Linked DNA regions of Mus musculus: all the other regions are linked to region 3. The links are chromatin contacts, called in public promoter capture Hi-C maps. All regions are on one chromosome and are shown on one strand. The core of a region is the stretch at or near the end of the contact, and the rest is flanking DNA. Distances in the headings are between cores, read along the strand shown.

Region 1 (3,463 bases), core at 449-2,948, 460 kb after region 3:
GTGCCACCACTGCCACCCATGATTTTTTTTTTTTTAAATATAAAATTATCTGCTCTCCTCTCTCCAGGCCTCTGAAAGTCAAAGCACATTCTATCCTGTAAACTTTAACTTATGCTCACACTCTTCTGATATGCACTGACCCAGGCCCTCAACCAAGACCGCCATTTAAAATCAGCAGGGGGCCTTCGGAAAGACACAAAGGCTAGGCCAAGTGGCACGGGATGCCATCCCACCTAATCTACCAAGGTGGCTGAGGCAGGAGTGTCCCAAGTAAGTCTCTCCTGTGCTCAGAGAACATTCAGAGCCAGGAGAAGAATTTCAGTGAGACCCCCAACTTAAATAAAAGGCAGAAGCAGCTGAGGATACAGCCAAGCGTTTCACAACTCTTGTCTGAGCCCAACCCCCAACTCTGGGAAAGAAACAAAGACTCACACACAGCCTCCATCCCTTGCACAGGACCTCAGAACCCTCAAAGAAGCCCGCAAGCATCGCGCAGTGCCTCCCCCATTGTTTGTGTACCGCGCCCAATACCAGGTAACTACATAAAGGATCGCCCGGGACCACGGAGGGCAAGCTGGCACCATCAGGATACAGGTCATTTCCATTCTTCACATTTCAAAATTCAGCAGGTGGGTGAATCTGTGAGCACAGAGGCCACCGTCGAGACCCCAGATTCTCATTTCATAGTCTAAAATGAGGTCAGGGGTGGGCTTCAAGTTCCCCAGGTAAACTCCTACACCTGCACACCTATTAGGCAGACCTTGTTTAAGTCAGGTTTTTCCTAAGAATCACCTGGCACAGTCCCTGCATTTAACAAGGAGACACGAATCAACCGCGGCACATTACAGTCTACTTATCTTACTAATTAAAGTGTTTATTGCAGGGGTTGGGGTAGGGTTCCACACAGAGCTCTGACGAAGTGTCTTCATAAAAACTTATATTCTGGGGGATGGGGGGGGGGCGTGTAGCTCAGTGGTAGAATGGTTAACAGGCTGGAGGACCGGGTTTGGTCCCTAGCACCATCAAACCCCAAAACAATTTAAAAAGCCAACAAACACCACCCGCAGGAAGTGTGGAGCAGGAAATGTGGGAACCGTGTTCCAGTACCTTCCCGCCCCCGCCCCCACCCCCAGGCTTTCCGTTTCCGTTTCCCACTCGGTAGAATTGAGTAGAGCCTCCGAACTGAGGCCTCGGGGAAGCCAGGCACAAAGAGCCCACAAGATGGCAGCTGGCATCTCTCCTTCCTACACTGATACCTGCTCAGCAGCCCCACCCAGCTCCGGCGTCCCACGGCCGAGCTACAGGGAACCGGAGAGACGGCGCCGCAGGCCCCGCCCAGCCGCAGCGCCTTACCTGCGCGGCCCTAGAAACGCACCTCCCAGGTCCCACCCCCAGGGGCTCCGATTGGCGGCTGGAGGCGCGGCCTGGGACTCTGCATTCTCTCCAGCTCGACCTCTGTCCCCAGGGGATCGAGCCTGCCCCCGCCCCCAGCCCCTGGCGGGGTCCCCCGCCTGCCAGGACGGACTCCCGGGGGCCGCGGCAGGTGTCCCCTCCTCCCTGCCCACGGCCCGGCCACTCACCCCGCGCGCGGCCTACTGTCCACCCGCTTCTTGTGGCGCACGGGCTGCAGCGGGATGCTGTCCGTCATGTCGCCGCCCGCCGCGCCCCCTGCGCTCCCCGCGGCCTCCGCGCCGCCCCGGGGCAGGGGGAGAAGGCGCCGGCAGCGGGCGGGCCGGGCCCGCAGCGCAGGGGCGAGGTCGCGAGCGCCGGGCCACGCGCGGAGCCGCCCGCGCGGCCCGACCGACGGACACGGCCGCACCATGGGCCCCGCTCCGCGCTGCGCCCACGCGCGCGCCCGCCCGCCGCCCGGGGCCGCCGCAGTGTCCCCGCCCGCGCCGCGCGCCCCCCACGCGCGCCTCCCCCCGGCCACGCGCCCCCCGCCGTGTCCGTGCGCGCGAGCGCGAGCGCGCGTCCCGCCGCACTCACCCCACCCCGGGCATTCTCTCCTGCTCGCTCCGAGCGGCGCGCACTCACCCCGCCCTGCTCACCCCACCTCCACGCCGCGGCCACTCGCGCGCACAGCCTGCCTCCTCTGCTGCAACCTGCGCCTCGCGCTGGGGTCCCCCGAGTTTCGGGCCGGGGTTGGGGGGAGAAGGTGGGCAGGTTTTCGGACCCCCACACACCCTGTGGCATCAATCCCACCCCTCTCTCCAGCTGCATTCCTAAATCATAATAACAGAGTCACAGCAGCCTTCACCCAGACACAGTGATCGCATGCAAAGGCTGTATCAGTCAGTCTGTCTCTCTCTATCTCAAAAAGGATATTGTGAAAATGAAAACACTCTGGGCGCCAGAGAACAGCTCAGCATTTAAAAAGCAGCCACCATTGCTTGACACACCTGCAGCTTCAGCCCCAAGGGGTCGGAGAGGGCACCTGCGCTGACGTGGCATACACCCACGCAGGCATATGCTACTTAAAAGAATAATGAAAACAAACCTTAAAACCAGCACATAGGAGCTGAGTTTGGTGGTGTATGCCTTTGATCTCAGCACTTGGGAGGTAGAGGCAGGCTGAGTTCAAGGCCAACCTGGTCTACAGAGCCTTGATGAGCCAGGGATATACAGAGAAACGATGTCTCTAAATAAATAATCAATCGACCAGCATATAGAGGGCTAGAGAGATGGTTCATTGGTTATGTTCACCAGCTGCACTTGTAGAGGACCTGGGTTCGATTTCCAGCACCCTTGTGCTAGCTGATCAATGTCGGTAGTCCAGCTCCAGGGGAAATGATGCCCTCTTGTGGCCATCGTTGGTATTGCATGCATATGATTCAAACATATGCAAAAAAAAAAAAAAAAAGTAAAATACACAAATCTTTTTTAAAATGAGTATGTATGTCAAGTCCCTCAAGATGTAACACCGTGTAACTACCATAAACGATGCTGAACTATGAGGGGCAGTTTCTGCTGATGTTTTCTGCCAGGGTCCCTATCTTTTATAGTATTTTCTCTATCGAGAAAGGATACCAAACAAATAACAAAAGTGACTGAGATTCCAAAGACATTCCCCAAGGAAGGAGGCATCAGAAGTATTTTTGAGGGAAAACACTATTCTTCTACCAGCTGAGCTGGCTGGCTTACTTCTTCCTCTTCATTTCTAAAATGGTGCAACAGGGCCAGGTCCTAGGTTTTGTCCGCAGCATCAAGACACACGTACACTCGCGCGCGCGCGCGCGCACACACACACACACACACACACACACACACCACCACCACCACCACCACAACCACACCATATGTGCCATGGCACACAGAGCTCAGTATGTGCATATAGGTAGACCCATTAGAGTAAGAGAGCAAATCCTACCTCCGGACCCACATCTGTCCCCAGCTCCTCACACAGGATCTCACTACATAGCCCTGACCTGGAACTCTAGACCAGGCTGGCTTCAAAGAAATCCAC
Region 2 (3,248 bases), core at 8-2,507, 310 kb after region 3:
AAAGGTTGTCCGTGAGGACCCTGCTGGAAGAAAGGGTTAATGCCACCAGGACTCTGCAACTCCCCAGCCTGGCATCAAAACCCTTCCTACGCACCAGGCACCAGATGCCCGCAAGCCCGCAGCCACTGAGGCATCTGGAAGCTGCCAGCAGGCTTGCCCCTGAGCCTGCCGCAGGCAAGGGCTGGGCTGTCAAAATCAGGAAACCTGGTTAGGTTTTCTTGTTTGCTCCCAGGCAACAAGTTTTCTAACCAGAAAATGCAATGTGAAGCTGGGCATAAAGCCTGCTACCGCCTCTGACAGATGCTGTTAAATGCTGGAGTGACAGAGGCGTTGCCCAGCCCCCAGCAATAGGGGGCCAGACTAAACTTCAGCAGAAATAGCCGGTCCTCCTCTCCCAGGTGCCCCATCCATGAGAGCATGGGTGAGGGGCTGGTGAAAGCTCACTTAGTAACCTGGTCCACCTGCAACGACTGGTAAACTCGGAGAGGAAATGGGCCAGCCTCCTGGCACCAGAGGCAAACCACCCTCAAGCATGAGACAGAGCCTCTTCCTTAGTTTCAACACAAAGTCCCCAACAACCGGCTCCCAGGATGCCGCAGGCTCACTGTCTCACAGCCTCAGGGGTAAGACTGTCAGGCTCAGCTGCAGCCTCTCTGACATCCTTGGGCACACGCCCCTCTACCTCTACCGAAGCCACTCTCAGAAAGCAAAAACATCTCCTCTACAGCCTCTGGGCTGAACTAGGGAGCTAACCATCCTTTGTTATACTGACAGTGACCCTCAACCTCCTGGAAATCTCCCCCCTCCCCCATGGTGTGGCCACTCTGGCTCCCCTCCCTGTCACTAGGGCAGGAGCAACCCCTGCTGCAGGCTCCAGGAGGAAGCCCTGCATCGGGTCCCTAGGCCCTGTCCCCGCCAGGGCTCTAGGACTAAGCTTGGGGAGCCTCTACCGACCTTCGATAGGGTTCAGATAGTCATAATCGAAGAGGATGGAAAAGTCCAGCTCGTCTTGGGGACTGCCCCCGGGCTCGTGGCCGGGGCCGTCCCCGCCATCGGGGTCGGGCTGCGGCTCCGGGACGTCCATGGCTCGGGGCGTTCGGGATGCGGGTTCGTATAGAGTCGCGGGGCGCAGAGCAGGGGTCACCGTATCTGTGGCGCACGGTGAGGCCGAGGATGGCTCACGGCGCAGTGGGTCCTGGACGCGTCCGGGGAGCGGGTGGCGGCGCGAGCTTCCTGCTCAAGGCACCTGTTGCAGCCTGGAGGGGGCGGGGACGGCGGTGGCTGGTGGGGCGGGGCGCCGCCCGGACGGGGAGGGGCACCGCCCGGTCTGGCCTGAGCGACAGGCCCAGACAACTTCTGCTTCACCTGCTGCTGTCTGACCCAGGGTCCGGTCAGAAGCTGTTGCCTGCGAGCTCTACCTTAGGGACCACTCGCTGAGCCTTTCCCGATTCCTAGGAGAGGGGCGCCCTGTCTTCTTGGGGATGCCCACAGCTATGGCTCATGCCAAAGTGTCTGTCTCTGATTTGCAAGCTCTAAACTCAATTGACCAGGCCTGGGCCACCTACCACGTGCCACCCAGCATATAGCAGCCACTGTGGGCCGGTTGGGACAAATTAGGGATAAAGATCATCACCCCTTTTGATAACCAGGAGAGAAACCAGCAGAAGCTGCGAAGGCTTTGGCGCCAGAGGGAAGTGACACGCGAAGTTTGATTCATGATGATCTGGGGACCCTGTCCTGGTAGTGAGAACAGGAAGTGGTCTGGTGTGTGGGAGGCAGGGCTGACAGGTAACCTGTACTTCCGGCTGACGGAAGATGTAGATTACCAGGCTCCTCCTCGGGTCTCTCAGTTCCTAGTCTGGATTCAAACCCAATATTATGGAATTTTGATCAAGCCCCTAAGGCAGAGGTTTGGGGTGACTGCTGAAGAACCCAGGGCCACCCTCCAAAGAGACTCCCAGTTAACAACTTCTCAGAGCAAGAAACAAGGTAGCAAAGCGGAGATGGGCAGTGCTCCCTGATAACCCCCACCCCCACCCCAGCATGATAACAGTCACCAAAACAGCTTTTAAAAGCCAGGCTCCGCTGCAACTGCAACCTCAAGAGAGGAGGTGATAAGACCAAAGATCAGAAGTCTAGGTGGGTGGAGCCCTCTGGTCCTGGTCACCCAAGCTTGGTGACAATGACTGCACTCCTGCCTGGCAAGCATTCTTCAGGGGGAGCCACTTCTCCACTGAGGAGGTGTATCTCAAGCCATCCATCACTGAGATGGGTGTGGTTGGTTAGGCAAACTGATAGTCCCAGTACCAGAGAGGCAAAGACAATAGGATTGCCTCATTTGAGGTCAGCCTGGGCTACAGAGGGAGAGAACTAGTCTTGCCACCAAAACCAAACCACTCTCATCTTTCTTTTCGGAAATCTTTGCTGAGTAACTGCTGCAGATGCTGAGATGCGGGCTACTGCAAGGCTATCCTGCTACCCTGGTCACAGGACACAGATGTAAAGAGCTGTGAGCAGGCTTTTCTAAACTCCCCAACACACTACAATCCAGTGGAGCCTGGTTAAAAGCTCCAGGTTCCAGGCTTACAGAGTACCTTCTGGCTGTCAGGGCATAAAGGAGAATTGTAGTGGGAGCATCCAAATGTCTTAGGGGTGGGGACTCCAGCCAAGACCTTGATCTCTAGAAGGAAATGCATCTTCTCCCCAGGTCCTTATGACAGGGACCCAAGGTTGGACTCTGAAATTTGGCCAAGGAAACACAAGAGAAGCACTACAGTAGAAATGAGCGAGCTCTTGAATCCTCTGCCACCCCCACTCATCCCTTGCTAACCTTCTGCTCTAGTGGTCCTCAACCTCCCTAACGCTGCAACCAACCCCCTAATACAGTTCCTCATGCTATGGTGACCTCCCAACCATGAAGTTATTTTTGTTGCTACTTCATGCTGAAATGTTGCTACTGTTGTGAATCATAATGTAAACACCTGTGTTTTCCAATGGTCTTTAGGTGACCCTGGAGAAAGGGTCTTTTGACATACCCGAAGGGGTCAGTCATGACCCACAGGTTGAGAATGGCTGCTCTATCCCATGATGACTAAATGCTTCTGGTCAAGCTGGTGTCTATTGCCTGTGCCTGTCCAGAATCTGTCTGCCTTTATTCTGTTAACTGTTCCCCGAGGCTGTTCAACTGAACCCAGGGCCTCACAAGTGTGAGGCAAGTATTCTTCCACTGAACTATATATACTCCAGCC
Region 3 (3,152 bases), core at 596-3,095:
ATCAGGCTGCAAGACACTCACAGTCCGGGTCCTCCAGCTCTGGGAAGAGGCTCAGGGTGACTTGTTTTCGGTTCATTCGTCCCCTGTGGGTTTGGAGTGTGTCCCACAGCAGACATTTTTCCACTGGAATGGATTGGCTCAGAGCTGGGCTGGTAGGAGCAATCCCTTGGGGCCAAGCCTCCATGCCTAGCCACACTTCCCTCCCCACCCTCTACAGCAGGTGCCTGTGCAAAGCTGCAAAAGCATAAAGACCCACAGGTAGAAAAACCCACCGTGTGCACACCCCACTGCCCTAATCTCCAGGAGTACCACTTAACCTGGTGATGTGTTTATTGATGAGACACCAGGCAGTGACTCTGAGTACCGTCATAGGTGTGTGTGTGTGTGTGTGTGTGTGTGTGTGTGTGTGCACGTTGGTGGAGGGTTGGGGGTGTCAAACAAACCCCAGCGAATATCTACCTAGATTTATAGTCTGGCAGGCCCTCCTTTCTCCAGCGAATCAGACCAATCCCTGCCCCCTCCTCTCACCTTCCTGTGGACTTAGCTCAGATGTCACCGAGGAGGGGTGAGTATGCGTTTGCCTCCCACCTATTATCTACTTGGGGAACTCAGGTGTTTAGCACCCCTTAAGTACCTCTGCATTGCAAGTGTTTAACAAAATGTGTGCCAAAGTGACAGCTTGGCCTCTAAGCCCCATCACTAGGAGGAGGCTGTGCTCACCTAACATTAGATGAACCTTCTCAGCCCTCATCATCACTCCCAGCCCCCACTAAAGAGCTTTTAAAAGCCCACTTCTTCCTCTCCAGGGATCGGACCCCCCACCCACCCAGGAATGAACGCATTAAGCACCAACCTTAAATCTGCTATACACATATGCTGTAGCGCGGGCCACCCTGGCAGGCTGTGCCCTTCTGAGGCAGGGCCTGAGAGTCTCAACCTCCCCCCCGCCCCCCCATCGCCAGAGTCCATTGTCCTGTCGCCACCTCGGCCATTGTTCAATCCAGGCTTGTTGAATAAATGACTGGATGAACACTGAGTGTTTGGCATAGTGAGATGCCCACAGCAGGTGCTCAACCAATTTTTGTACAACCCAGAGAATGAACGAGTTCGTCTCTTTTCCATCCACACCCAAAAACTATGAGCAAAGCCGGGCCACTTATCCCGGGTACACTGAGGTTAAGGAGACCTCTAACTTTCTTACTAGATGCTAAGGCCCGCGACCACTGAATAGTCACTAGGGCCTTGCACACAGTAGGCGGTCCATAAGCCTTCACTGAGTTCGTAATTAATGAATGACTTAAATGAGTCCCGCTGGTGGGGATGCTGCCTTCCGTGCCTATTGACAGTGAAAGACTTCCCCGCATTCCAACTCCTCCCGTGGGACCCCAAAAACCCTGCACGCAAAGTCAGAGCGCACTACGCATTCCGGGGACCCCTGGAAAGGATCCGTGGCCGGACCAAACTGCGGCCGCGTGGGTGCATGCCGCATCGCCCGGGCGGCCTCTCCGGGGCTCCTAGGTATCCGCAGAGGGTACCGGGGCCGCGGCCACGTGCAGAGCCCGGAGCGCCGCTTGCAGGAGCAGGGTCCCGCCAGGCTGCAGCCCGCGAAGTTCCCACCTTAAGTTCCCGTCGCGGCGTCCCCGCCTAGGAGCTAGCCGGGCCGCAGCTCTGTCTCCCGGCGCAGCGATGCCGGGGTGAGGATGCGAGAGGGGGCAGCAAGCGGCACGTGGGACCCGCTTGGCCTGCCGGGGCTGCCCGCAAACTTTGGCCCCAGGGCCGCTGTCCTGCGCGCTGGACCCCTGACCGTCCCGCCTCCGCCTCCTGGTGCCCGCCGGGCTGCAAGTGCGCCGGCAACGCGGCGCGGCAGCAGCTGAGGGAGGTGGCCGGGCAGGAGGCGGGACGGAGGGAGGGGACTGCGCGCGGGGCGGGGAGAGGGGCGGGCGGGGGGCGGGAGGATGGAGCCACCGCGGGACCCGCCACTGCGATGCCACGCACCCTGACCCGACCCAGAGTCCAGGTCCTAGCGGAACGCAGTGCTGCACTCTCCCCATCCTGCCCATAACCATCTCCTCCCATAATCATCTCCTGCGCCCTGCAGGCCCCTGCCTTCCGGTGGCGACCTTTTAAGTCCCAGCGCTGCTCCTCCCAGGGCTCCTGGCCTGAGGCGCATCCACTTCTCCAGTTTTCTCAGTGGTCGTGGGACGCTCTTCCACCCTAGGCTCAGCGAGTACCAGGACCCGAGCCTCATTCCCCACGTGAGTCGCTATCGTGGGAACGCCACCGAACCAGTCTTCTGTCCTTAGGTCCAACCTCACGCTGAACTGTCACGGACACTGCAGATGTCACGTCGGGGGTGGGGTGGGGTGGCCGCATTTTATGTGTGGCAGTCCGGGAGCCCCACACGCTCTCCACCTTACCATACCAGCCATACATGTGCCTTCTCCATTGGCGGCCTTGGGCTTTTCCTGCCCCTGCGGTCCAGGGCCTGCGCCACCTTTGCAGTGTCACCAAAGCCAAAGAATGAGCGCTCTGGGCCCCAGAATGACTCCTATGCTGTAGTTCCTCACTGTCCCGGGTGGGTCCCGGTCTGGCAGTCTCTGGGTCCTGTACTCAGTCAACAGCCTGGAGAGGACAGGGTGGATTCTGGAGGCCTCTGAGTTGGCAGAAGTTGCAGCAGGATTTGGGATTAGGTGGGAAAGCTGTCTGAGAAGAGAGGGAGTAACCTGCTTGGGGAAATTGATTGGTACTGTCCTTTCTCCTCCATCAGGGAAGCAGGAGAGACTCAGGAACCAAGCTCAGCGAGTGTGCCTCCTATGCCTGGGGCTTCTTTAACGAGTTGCTTAGGCTTGGCCCCGGGGGATGTAAGCTTTGGGTTCACTCAGCACGTGGGTGGAGACAGATGGCAGAGTCAGAGAGTCAGCTGAGGACCTGTCCCAAGAACTCTCAAGCTTCTGCAGCGTCTACACCAGGAGAAAGGGGGGCGGGAAGTGCAAGTAGAAGGGGAGGTGGGGGAGGGGCTCTTCAGATGGAACAAAGTCGACTCCAGATCAGGGCCAGGAACTGAGAGGACCTCATCTTTGGGAGATTTGCAAAGAGATCCCACTAAGGGGCAAACAAAGGCTTCTGAGATGCTGAGAGACACGGGGAGGCAG

Evidence for each region. Promoter capture Hi-C pulls out the DNA fragments that hold promoters and counts their contacts.
Region 1: a contact with region 3 is called in a promoter capture Hi-C map of neural stem cells. The contact joins the promoter of Atp9a here to the promoter of Kcng1 in region 3. A contact is called at or near these places in 7 of 39 promoter capture datasets (the 3T3-L1 cell line, 3T3-L1-derived adipocytes, hippocampal neurons and 3 more), 1 of 115 datasets of contacts at active chromatin or transcription factors (embryonic forebrain) and 3 of 9 other capture datasets (adipose tissue, embryonic stem cells and liver).
Region 2: a contact with region 3 is called in a promoter capture Hi-C map of embryonic stem cells, with 3 times the contacts expected there. The contact joins the promoter of Nfatc2 here to the promoter of Kcng1 in region 3. A contact is called at or near these places in 9 of 39 promoter capture datasets (the SN4741 cell line, cranial neural crest, embryonic stem cells and 4 more), 9 of 115 datasets of contacts at active chromatin or transcription factors (astrocytes, embryonic basal ganglia, embryonic hindbrain and 4 more) and 1 of 9 other capture datasets (liver).

Annotation. Positions count from the first base shown.
Region 1 is chr2:168,740,102-168,743,564 of GRCm38.p6, forward strand. Atp9a (ATPase, class II, type 9A) reads right to left here and starts at 1,699. Exons shown (of 28, transcript NM_015731.3): 1 at 1,581-1,699. The coding sequence starts at 1,648.
Region 2 is chr2:168,589,108-168,592,355 of GRCm38.p6, forward strand. It overlaps Nfatc2 (nuclear factor of activated T cells, cytoplasmic, calcineurin dependent 2), which reads right to left and starts at 1,258. Exons shown (of 11, transcript NM_001136073.2): 1 at 955-1,258. The coding sequence starts at 1,084.
Region 3 is chr2:168,279,261-168,282,412 of GRCm38.p6, forward strand. It overlaps Kcng1 (potassium voltage-gated channel, subfamily G, member 1), which reads right to left and starts at 1,846. Exons shown (of 3, transcript NM_001081134.2): 1 at 1,618-1,846.